Linked DNA regions of Mus musculus: region 2 is linked to region 1. Evidence: chromatin contacts called from public ChIA-PET data. All regions are on one chromosome and are shown on one strand. The core of a region is the stretch at or near the end of the contact, and the rest is flanking DNA. Distances in the headings are between cores, read along the strand shown.

The links. ChIA-PET counts read pairs in DNA pulled down with a chosen protein or histone mark.
Region 2: an RNA polymerase II ChIA-PET map of memory CD8 T cells shows a contact between it and region 1, with 74 read pairs. The contact joins the promoter of Marveld1 here to the promoter of Frat2 in region 1. A contact is called at or near these places in 3 of 39 promoter capture datasets (cranial neural crest, liver and stem cell-derived epiblast-like cells), 4 of 484 Hi-C or Micro-C datasets (CD4 T cells, CD8 T cells, LSK cells and 1 more), 4 of 115 datasets of contacts at active chromatin or transcription factors (embryonic stem cells, memory CD8 T cells, pancreatic cancer cells and 1 more) and 1 of 9 other capture datasets (adipose tissue).

The regions. Positions count from the first base shown.
Region 1 is chr19:41,844,584-41,850,319 of GRCm38.p6, reverse strand. Frat2 (frequently rearranged in advanced T cell lymphomas 2) reads left to right here and starts at 2,188. Exons shown (of 1, transcript NM_177603.3): 1 at 2,188-4,348. The coding sequence starts at 2,409. The coding sequence ends at 3,104.
Region 2 is chr19:42,143,707-42,149,748 of GRCm38.p6, reverse strand. Marveld1 (MARVEL (membrane-associating) domain containing 1) reads right to left here and starts at 2,360. Exons shown (of 2, transcript NM_183195.2): 1 at 190-2,360. The coding sequence starts at 2,100. The coding sequence ends at 1,579.

The sequences.
Region 1 (5,736 bases), core at 939-3,438:
GGCCATTCCGGCCCTAGTGGGATTGCCTTCAGGGTCTGCATTACTTAGTGGGCTCAGGGGATAACATTTATTATTAAGATATTAGCTCTTTCCCCAGGGAAATTGCTGGAAGAGAGCCCAGAGTCAGTAAAGCACTGGGCCTAATCCCACAGTACATTTGTGTAATGCCTGACAAAGCCTGCTCCCATCACCTCGTTTGATCCTGAAAACAATCTCCAAAGGAGGCAGGGCAGGGATTTTTTTTTTTTTTTTCCATTTTACAAGTGAAAACACCTGTAAACTGATTGGCCAGGAGTCCCACACCCAGTTTGTAGTAGGGATGAGACTTGAATCTAGGTCTTTGTACAACCTGTTTAGAGCTCTTTTGGTTCCCATAAGACAGATCAGAATATTTCCAGCCCCACCCATCCTTCATACCCACCAGTTCCCAGCATCTGGAAACTCAGGACACAGCCTCTGTGTAACGACCACACTCCTCTGTTTCAACCAGGAAATATTGCCCTGGTTGGCAAGCCGAGGGGGAAGGGAGGGGAGAAAATTAATTTCATCTCATCTCCCTGAATCAAAGACCAATCGAAAAAAAACAAAAAGAAAAAAAATTACGGATGGATTTGAGAAAGAAACAAAACCCTCCAAATAACAGCAACAAGGTAGGGAGACTAGATCTACCATTGTTAGAATGGCGTGGTGGCACACGCCTTTGATACCAACACTTGGGAGGTAGAGGCAGGTGGATTTCTGAGTTCGAGGCCAGCCTGGTCCACAGAGTAAGTTTCAAGACAGCCCGGGCTATCAGGGCTATACCGAGAAACCCTGTCTCGAAAAAAGAAAAAAAAAAAAAAAAAAAAAAGAAGTCTCAAAGGAAGCTAGCCAGGATGCTCCCAGCACTTGGGAGGCAGAGGCAGGCAGATCTTTGAGTTTGAGGCCAGCCTGGTCTACAGGGTGAGTTCCAGGACAGCAGGGCTACTCAGAGAAACCCAGTCTAAAAAAAAAAAAAAAAACCAACCAGGCAGTGGTGACGCATGCTTTTAATCCCAGCACTTGGGAGGCAGAAGCAGGTGGATTTCTGAGTTCGAGGCCAGCCTGGTCTACGGAGTGAGTTTCGGGACAGTCAGGGATACACAAAGAAACCCTGTCTCGAAAAACCAAAATAAATAGATAAATAACCATAACCAAAACCAAACCAAACCAAAAAAAAAATATATATATATATATAACAGGCAAACTGAAAAATGTCAATTTCACCTGTAACATGACTCATATACACAATAAGGTTTTCAATGACTAAATTCTAGTCGTTTCAATGAATGACGTATATCACATATTAATAAGAGTGTATTCACCCAGTTCTAGGTTTTCCATACATATTACAAAAAATAAAAGGGCCAAACTAAAAAAAACTCTTATCCTTTGACCTAAAACTCCACTCTTAGGAATGTACTCTGAAAAATGAATCATAAATTTGGAAAAGTTTTATGGGAAAGAGCATTAGTCACACACTTACTACAACGGCGAACTCAGAGAAACAGCAACCGTTGAAGGAATTTAAACAATTACAAGTACTTAATGGAAACTTACGTAATCGGTACAGTGTTTTCAAAGCGCGTGCAGTCACCGGAAAAAGCGTTTATAATTTAATGCGACTGCAATGCTTTTGTGTGTGGCTGTATAATGTACAAAGAGGAGGATGAAGGGGGGGGGGGGAAGCCTGTTAATCTCGTTTGAATCCTATGGTTACGAGAACATTTTCGTTTGAACTACAAAAAAAGTCAATTCGATGTAGCTCTGAGAAACCGGAGCAAGTCTGAGAAGCTCTGACCACAGGGTCGGCTTCCCAACCGTCGGGGTCGCCCCTCCCCGGGCCAGCGCAGGCGTTACCCACACGTGGGGCTGGAGCGGGCGCGGCAGAGGAGGGGCTGGGTGTGCTGGGGGTGTGTCCGCGAGTGGGAGCAGCCAATTGGCAGTCGCCGAGGGTGCCTCCTAGGACCGAGAGGTCCTAGGACCTGGGCTCGGCGAAGTCGGTGCCCCGTCCCCGGAATCGCTCGCAACCATATAAACTATCTCTGGGCAGACAGTGTGGGCAGTGGTCTCGCACGGTTTGCGCCGTCCCGCGCCCCTAAGTCTTCTAGCGAACGTCTCCCCCCACGGTCGCGCGCGGTGGTAGGAGCCGCGCGACGTCACCCATTGTTTACAAATCAACCCAAGCCGGCAGCGTTCCGGCTCCCGCGGCTCTAAGGCGCGCGGTACCTCTGCCCGGTGGTCCCGGCTTCCGCATCCCCAGGCTCGGCCCCCTCCTGGCCCGGCTTGGGCCTCCGCCGCGCTCCCGCCCCAGCCGCGGCTCGCCGAGCCCGCGGCCAACCGAGCTGCCAGCGACGCCCGCACAGCCGCGGGGGCCCGGGCGGGGGGCCATGCCTTGCCGGAGAGAGGAGGAGGAGGAAGCCGGCGACGAGGCAGAGGGGGAGGAGGACGACGACAGCTTCCTCCTGCTGCAGCAGTCGGTGACTCTGGGCGGCTCGACCGACGTGGATCGGCTCATCGTCCAGATCGGCGAGACGCTGCAGCTGGACACGGCGCACGATCGCCCGGCCTCGCCGTGTGCCGCCCCGGGTCCCCCACCCGCGCCTCCGCGGGTCCTGGCGGCGCTGTCGGCGGACAAGACCGGGACCCCAGCGAGGCGGCTGCTGCGGCCGACGGGGTCAGCAGAGACCGGGGACCCTGCGCCTCCGGGGGCCGTGCGCTGCGTGCTGGGGGAGCGCGGGCGTGTGCGGGGCCGATCGGCGCCCTACTGCGTTGCGGAGATCGCCCCGGGTGCCAGCGCGCTTCCCGGGCCGGGGCGGCGAGGGTGGCTCCCCGGCTCCGTGGCTTCTCACCGAATCCAGCAGCGGCGGTGGACAGCAGGCGGAGCGCGCGCGGCCGACGACGACCCGCACCGGCTCCTGCAGCAGCTCGTGCTCTCCGGAAACCTCATCAAGGAGGCGGTGCGCAGACTCCAGCGAGCGGTCGCCGCGGTTGCGGCCACGAGCCCCGCGAGCGCTCCGGGGTCCGGGGGTGGCCGAAGCGGACCGGACTCAGTCACTCTGCAGCCCTCGGGCGCCTGGCTCTGACAGGGGATCCCTGGAGGAGGAAGAGGACGCCGCTACGCTGATCCAACAGTGTCTTGCCCGGGACTGTGCGGAGCAGGAGCTGTCGTCCATCCCTCGGGCTACAGCCTCAAAGTTACCGGCCGCGAGAGGCTGTTAGAGAAAACGGACTCTACTGAGTAGCACCAGCAGCCGAGGACCTGGGATCTACCGGTTGAACTGTGGCAGCTACTTAATCCACTTGGACCTGACTTAGCCCTTATCGTGTGCTTGGATTGTTTATAGATGTGGCTCGCAGGGGCGGGAATCGGGAGGGCTTCTAACAATACTTGAAAAACCAATAGTAGATATGATCTCGTTATTTTCGGGTACAGAAGCTTTCTGAATATGGTGCTACAATTGCAGAGCAGAGCGGTTCTAGGGTGAAGAACATAAGTTGGCAGATTTATGTTGGTGGGTTGACAACGCTTGCTTTCCCCTGCTTAATTTGTGATTATGAAGGTTGGGGACCTGGTTGGTGAATTCTTGAAGGTGGGGAGAGATGAGTTTAAATGGGGACATGCAATTGATTCGACCTTGCCAACTTGAACTCAAGGTCAGGTTGGTAGAGTGGAGTGTTGTGGGATTCTTGGGAGCGCTCACCCCAGTGTCTTTTTCTGGAGCCAAGCACAGACCGGAGTGTCCCTTTGCCACCGCGTGGAGTCTCCCGAGGACACGGCCGACATGGCCATCCTTGTAGGAAGAGTTATTTGCGGTTTCTGTGCTTTGCTTTTCCAGAACTACTTCTGCTAGGCCACTCTTTGGCCATAGCTCCAGCTTTCTCAGAAATGGTCATAAGCAACCTCCTGATCTCCCTGCGGCCATTGTGTTTGTGGTGTGTGTGTGTGTGTGTGTGTGTGTGTGTGTGTAGGGGGGAAAGCAGTGGGCACACTTTTCTGCTCTTTTGACCCTCTGCAGAGTTGGAGGGCGCCTCTCCTGCTAAACCTGTCAGTTCTTGGTGAGTGACTGAAACTTTTTTAAAATGTGACTCCCAGAGGAGAAAATGCTGGCTTTTCCTCTTGTGAACCCCGAGGGGCACCTCAGGTGCCATCCCAAACTTTAAGGTAGCTAAACTTTTTTTTTTTTATGATTCAATGGCTCGGTCATCCTCCAGATGTGGCTGTTGATGTACACTTCGCAACGGAGTGTCTGAAATTGTGGTGGTCCTGATTTATAGGATTCATAATTAAAATGTCTGCTGAATAAATTTGGTTTTTGTTTTGAAAAAATGGTCTTTGTTTTTGTTTGGAGTTAAGAGGGGGAAGAAGACCTATGTGAGGTATCTGTACTTGGGGTAACTGGGGGGCTGGGGCTAGCGCTATGCTTTAGTTAACTCCTGGAGGCGGTATGTTTGAGTATCTCTGGCTGTATTTTCTTTCTTTCTTTTTTTTTTTTTTTTTGAGACAGGGTTTCTCTGTGTAGCCCTGGCTGTCCTGGAACTCACTTTGTAGACCAGGCTGGCCTCAAACTCAGAAATTCACCTGTCTCTGCCTCCCGAGTGCTGGGATTAAAGGCATGCGCCACTATGCCCGACTTGTATTTTCTTTTACACACATTCTGAGATAGGTTCTCAGTGGCCTAGAGCTCACTATGTGTAGGTCAATCAGGCTAGCCTCATACTCAGAGATTTTTCCCTATCTCTGCTTCCTGAGTTGCTGGGGTTACAGGATGAACGGTGTTCACTTCACCCAGCTATCTGCATTTGATACATTTACACATTGATTTGTTCAGTGTATGGAGGGTTCACATATGCATTAGGAAAGCCTATGAAAATCAGATGGCGATTGTGGCAGCTTCTCCCCTTCTACTTAGGCCCTAGACATCAAATTTGGGTAGTCTGGCTTGGCGGGGAATGCTTTGAGAACTTGAGGACAAGGAGGCGCTGTGCAGGGAGGGGAACATTCTAAGAATGGGAGCCTTCAGCCGTGGTCTATTGGGCGAAAGAACCCAACGTTGGTTTGTTTTGAGACAAGATCTGTGTCGTCCAAGCTGTCCTGAAGCTTGCCATGTAGACCAGGCTGGCCTTATTCCCTGCCTCTGCCTCCTGGGTGCTGGGTGCTGGGATTAAAGGCCTGTGCCACTACATCTGGCAAAACCCAAGATTGAGCCATTTCTTTGGCAGTCATTGAATGATTTGGGATAGTCACAAGGATTAGATCGAAGTTCTTTTGTTTTTTGGTTTTTCGAGACAGAGTTTCTCTGTGTATCCCTGGCTGTCCTGGAACTCACTTTGTAGACCAGGCTGGCCTCAAACTCAGAAATCCGCCTGCCTCTGCCTCCCAGGTGCTGGGATTAAAGGCGTGCGCCACCACTGCCTGACTTACTCTTCCCTTTGGGGGACAGGATCCCTGTATGCATCCCAGATTTGCCTCTGTGGGTAGTTCTGTTTTTATACCCCTTCCCCAGTGCTGGGGTTACAGGTGTATGCTGTCATACCTAACAACTTTTTTGGAGATTGTTTTGAGTTTGAGACAATTTCACTCTTAACCCAGGCCTTACCTCCGCTTTCCTTGTGTATTTATACCTGTAAAAAGCAACATTTTGGTACAGCTGACCTCTGCTACCAAGTCCTCTAGCTGTGTACCATCTCCCCCTATGGTACCCAACATGATGACCT
Region 2 (6,042 bases), core at 1,111-3,610, 300 kb before region 1:
CTGTTTCCAGAGAAAGCAGAGCTTGAGTTAGTAACAACAGTGGGTTTTCACACCATCTCTGGCCCTTGTGGTTATCAGTGTCACTCTTCATACTCTGTGAATAAGGTCACTTTCAGTTTGGAAGAGGAGGTGGCCTTGGGCTTCCTGCTAGAGGCCTATGGCACTTCCCAGTTATCCAAAATGCCTTACCTTAGAGGTGGCACCAGCTGTCCACCCCAGGTCCAGATAGTTCTCAATTTGGTGGCAGACAGAACTCACCGCACCAGCTGCTCAGAGTCAATGCCAGGATCTCTTTGAATTGGGGGATCATCTGGATATCCTTGGCTTCTTGTTTCCAACAACGTGAATGAATATTCAACTCTTCTCAGGTCTCTAGCTAGGGAGGGGGTCCTAGCTCCTTTGTCACTGGGTGGACCCCCAGTTAGAGTTAGGGAAAAAAGAGCTTCCTAATTTTCAGTGGGTCAACCTGTAGGCATGACCTAGACAGCATAGACACAGTCTTGCGGTGGGGATGGCTTAGGCCCAATAGTTACTCCAGTGAACTGAATTACCATGTGTGGCTGCGATACCTGCAGAACTTCTCAGAGAGACCGCATTGTGCTAACAAACATTGTGAATGTGCTCGGGAAGGCAGCACCATTGACAGACCCGTTTGCCTTCTACCCCTTCTTTGGGAAGTAACACAGTACTGGCTCCCTAGACAACCCACTGCTTTAGAGGAAAGAGTGTGCTTCTAATATTAGAACAGCTGTTTGGAAGAGCGGGATCTGGGTTCCCAAAGAGGTGGGCAGCACCTTAATGATCGCCGTTGGCCACGTGGGATCCCCAATGCAAACATATTTATAGGTGGAGTGCGGCGGAAGCTAGTGAGTGACATCTGAGAGGCCAGGGAAGTTAGTACAGTTGGCCCAATCTGAATGAACACCAAGGATTTAGGCGGAGAGAAGACTTGCGTCGTTAAGTAAGGTATAGCCAGCAGGCCTTTGCTATCCACCACTTCTGTAGCTGACTCCACCCAAAGACTTCGTAGACGTAGGGCTGCGCAGGGAGAGAGCCAAACTACAACTAAAGACGTCATCCATCATCCATCCTAGCACTAGCTAAAGCCTGTCCCCAGCTCCTCTTGCAGCTGCCTGACTGCATTCTACACCTCCCTAGGCTGGAAGAGGGGGCAGGGAAGGGATGCTCTTCCGACTGCAGGGCAGGAGGGAGGGGGCAATGGCGCAGTCCAAAGACTGGTTCCAATTTGGGAGCCTCCCCCGGATCTACGCGGCGGCGCCTGTCCACGTCTAGCTCTCGACAGGGAATGAGGAAAGGGACTTCCAGGCTTCGCCTGAAGCGGCCCAACTGGGTGTGTGCGTCGGCGCCTCGGATGGCTGCGTGGGTCCCTGGAAGCTGATATCTGGGCTGAGCTGCGGTACAGCAGTCAGACTAGAACTGAACGTCGGGGATCCAGGGCGCGGGCAGTGGAAACGCAGGCAGGGAGAGGGTGCAGGGGCACACCGGCACTAGGCGGCGGCAGGAAGGGTTCGGGAGGGATTCCCTAAACCGATCTGGGCCGCGGTGGAGCGGGTGGCCTCACACCACCTCCTCCTTGCCCTGGTAGCGACGGCAGCAGCCGTAGAGTGCCGAGAGTAGGTAGAGGCCGAGGCAGAGGCCGCCGCAGACAGAGGCCGCCAGGAAGGCATGGTAGGCGCAGGGCAGCCGGTAGTTCTTGAGGTTGCAGTAGCTGTGGCGCTGCGTCTGGTCGATCATGATGCCCGTCGCCGCCCCGTAGAGAGCAGCCGCCAGCAGGTCGTGCGCCACGTTGACCACGAGCCAGCGCGAGCCCAGCACGGGCACCAGCTCCTGCTTGCCCAACAGCGTGATGAAGTAGAGCCCCAGGGTGAGCAGCCAGAAGAGCACGGACACGAAGAGCGCGAAGTGCACCGGGCCCTGGTACTTGCTGGTGGCAATGGTGATCCAGAAGGCGGCTCCGGCCAGCAGCTGCAGCAGCCGCAGCACGCCCAGCGGGCCGCGCAGGAAAGCCCGCTGCAGGCGCAGGGAGCCGCGGGCCGTGCGCGCCTGGGGCGGCGGCTGGCGCGGGGGCGGCGGGAGCATGGCCCCCGGACGCGGCGGCGGCGGCGGCGGCGCCCCGAGCAGCGGAATGGCGGCGCCTTGCTCGCGGGGGCGGCCCGAGCCCGGGCCCGCTGCTCCCGCTGCTCCCGCTGCTCCCGCTGCTCCCGCTGCTCCCGCTGCTCCCGCTGCTCCCGCTGCTCCGAGGCCTGCCCTCCTCCCTCTACTTCAAGTCCTCAGCGCTGCTTCTCATCGGCACCCTTCCTCCCTTCTCTCCTTTTTCTCCCTCTCTCCAGCCCTCCTACTCGCTCTTTGGCCGTCCCCTTCGTTGGTCTCCACCCCTCCTCGCGCCTCCCAGCTTCCTGCCGTCGCGCCCTCCACCCTGGCTACCCCCCCTTTCTCCTCCGCTCCCATTCCTTCCTTCTGCAGCCAGGGCTGAATGCCCGCACCCCCCTGGCCCATGACAGGCCTTTTGCCCAGGCTGCTGGGCCAAGTTTGCCACATCTGGAGCCACCCCAGCCCTTCCTGCCTCGCAGGCCTGGCCGATCTTAGGTCTTCGAGAAGAAAGCTACAACAGCCTCTGCCCAGCCTGTGGCTGGACCCTCTTGATTCTCTCCAGTCACAGGAGACTGGAGACATAATTCTCTCCCATCGAGGCGTCCCATCAAGCCTGAGTAAGCAGGAGGTCTGAACTGACAGTTGTTCTCACTGGGACATCCTCAGTACCCTTCACTTGCCCACCACAAACTCGCCTGTCCAAAGCTGGTCTCAGACTGTCTTGCCATGAAGGTCTCTTGGTCAGTGTAAGAAAACTATCACTCACTGGAGGCCCAGCTGCCTTACCCACAGCGCACAGAGCATAGCAACGCCAAACACTTCGACCATTCCTTCCTGGCCATCTTTGCGTCTTGCTTAGATTAAAAACATGTCACCTAACATGGTCAGGACAGGCCTAGGTCTCAGAGATGGCATGTCCCGTATGCTTAACTATTGACCTAGATGGCAAGGATCCCAACGATGCCAAGGTTCATTGACATTACAGGGCCCTCTCTATGTAAGCTTCCCGCGACCCAAGACAGGAGAGCAATAGTTGTTTTCATTTTTCCTGAAGACTGAAGGGTTTCAGACCAGGAAGCCAGAGATGGCTTCTCTGCTCTCCACCCCACCAAAGAGCCAACCTTTGTGCTTCAGCAATGTTACACAACTGACCTGGCTGTTCCCAACCCAGTATGGAGCTGTGTCCTGTCAATGTGGCACATTACATAATCTGTCCCCAACCAACTTCCAGTTTCTTGGGTTTTTTCCACTTCCTTCCCCAACTCATGTCCAAACTCTGTCACTTATGAACTGCAAGTTTCCCACATGAACTCAGAATGCTCTTTATTTTCCAGACACTCCCTCACCAGCAGACATACCCAGTTTAAGCACTTACTGGTTTAAGGTTGAGCTCCCCACATTGACAATTATTTGTTTGTCTGGGCCTCCATTTGAATCATCCCTAGTTCTGAGTCTACTACATCAAAAACTGGTCTATTCTGGCTTATCCATCTTTGCCTGAGCCTGGCATGTAGGAGCCCCTCAGTACATACAAATGGAGTTGCTTGCCAATTGGCTGCAGGAATAGTACTGGACCTAAGTGTGGTGATTTGAATAGATACATCCCACATAAACTCACTGCTTAGCCCATAAGGATTGGCACCGTTAAGAGGTGTAGCCTTGTTGGAATCAGTGTGGCCTTGCTAGAGGACCTGTTTCACTGTGGCTGTGGGCTTTAAGGTCTCATGTGCTCAAGCTGGAACACTGTGGAACACAGTCTCTTTCTGCTGCCTGCGGATCAAGATGTAGAATTCTCAGCTCCTTCTCCAGCACCATGTATGCCTGCATGCCACCATGCTTCTTGCCATGACACTGTAACAAGAGTTTTAGTGGTAAGGGTATCTCTTCACAGCCATAAAACCCTAACTAAGACACTAAGCAAGCCACATTTGCCTACAGGACAATGCCTGCATCAAACCACAGCTGATCATACACTTCAGAGTCCCATCCCCTTGGCCTGGAACAGTAGGTGCCCTTCCCTGCAGCCTGGTTCCCCTTTGAAGAAAAAAACTTTGGCCTGTCACTGCCACCCCAGTACATACTACTCAAGAAAGCTCCAGATGCATATTATAAATGCTTAAATTGTGGTGTGTAGCATACCCACACAAGACAGCATAGCCTTTCTTACTTGAGTTCTGTCCCTTAGCAACCAGCAAGTGCCAACACTTGAGAACAAGAGTGAGTTCTTCACTCCATTGCTCACTCCATCGTCGGGCACGGAGGAGGGGTTTCCCAGCCCTCTGTGCCTGATTACTTCATCTGTAAAATAATTTCATGCAGCAAGCAGACAATGAGAGCTTATTAAACACTGAGCACCATTTTAGAGGCCAGGGATGTAAGATATGTGTGGTTTGGGGAAGGGGATGTTTATTGTGCTAGACCCCGTGGAAGAAGTTGTATTTACTGCTCCTGGTGATGGTGTTCTGAGCTCTGACCCACCAATAGGGACCAAGAGTGGGTTCAGAGCGTTGAAGCAGTTGACCTTGTTTCAGGAGCTGCTAGGGCACAGATGAAGATGACTTCTCATCCACAATCCTAGCACTTTTATATATTTCTCATGTTCTGTTTACAGCTACACTGGCAGGGACCCAGAAAAGTGACGCAGAGTCTGTGTCCCACTGGAAAATCCAGACCTGTATGTTCTGATCCTAACTTAGCAGCCCCTGGAACGATGTGCTTAGTGCCCTTGCCTATGGCTGAGACTCTAAAGTGCATCTAGCAGTTGAATCTGGATGCTGGACCGCTGAAGGGAGCAGGGAGCCTATTAACATTAGGAGGAAGGAAAGAATTCTTCCATCTTAAAAAAAAAAAAAAAAAAAAAAAAAGGCAGCAGGAGATGTGTGGGTTAGGGCGCCACCTGGTGGACATGAACTTTCAGCTTCAAGCGTCTCCACTGGGCTCCTTACATGGAAGAGTTCTTTCAAAAGCTTTGGGACGATATTTTTAGCTTCTGGAATCTTGAAAACATTCTAAAAGGAGGCGGAACAGACTCTCTGGAAAAGTGTAAGTATACAGTTTTAGAGAAAAGCTTTGATTCTGTCCTACTCAATAAATCTAAGCACCTTCCAGATACAAACACAGAATGTCAGAAGGAAGAGGACTTTTTTTTTTTTTTTTTTTTTTTTTTTGAGATAGGGTTTCTCTGTGTAGCCCTGGAACTCACTCTGTAGAACAGGCTGGCCTCGAACTCAGAAATCCGCCTGACTCTGCCTCCCAAGTGCTGGGATTCAAGGTGTGCGTCACCACTGCCCGGCGGAAGAGAGTTTATTCCTGTTCTCAAGTGTTGGCACTCACTGGTTGCTAAGGGACAAAAGAGGTCAAGGAAAGGAAGGTTATAAGCAAACCACAAAAGAGGAGGGAGTTTTGACAGGACGACTGGGGAATTTTCAGTCACAAGTGTCATAGAGGGTGGGTAGTACTCAGACAAGAGGAAACTGAAGACAAACTTTGGGTGGGGCTATCCCCAGGGGGCTCTGAGCTTGCTGGAGTCTCCCCTGGGTATACCCAGAATATAAGACCATGGCACATATATGACCCCTCTTTGTGTGTACGCAGCCTGCAACCTGGGGATAAGGCAATTCGTTTCTCCATAGAGGAGGAGAGTTTTGCAGTTAAGTGACTTGATTGTTGTTGTTGTTGCTGCTGTTGTTGTTTTGTTGTTGTTGTTGTTTTTTCAAGACAGGTAGCCCTGGCTGTCCTGGAACTCACTTTGTAGACCAGGCTGCCCTTGAACTCAGAAATCCACCTGCCTCTGCCTCCCGAGTGCTGGGATTAAAGGCGTGCGCCACCACGCCCGGCTTAAGTGATTTGTTAATCCAGTCCCTCACAGGGTCCCCAGGCCACAAGCAGCCTGAACTCTGGATAGGAGCAGGAGCTAGGGACAAAAGTCTG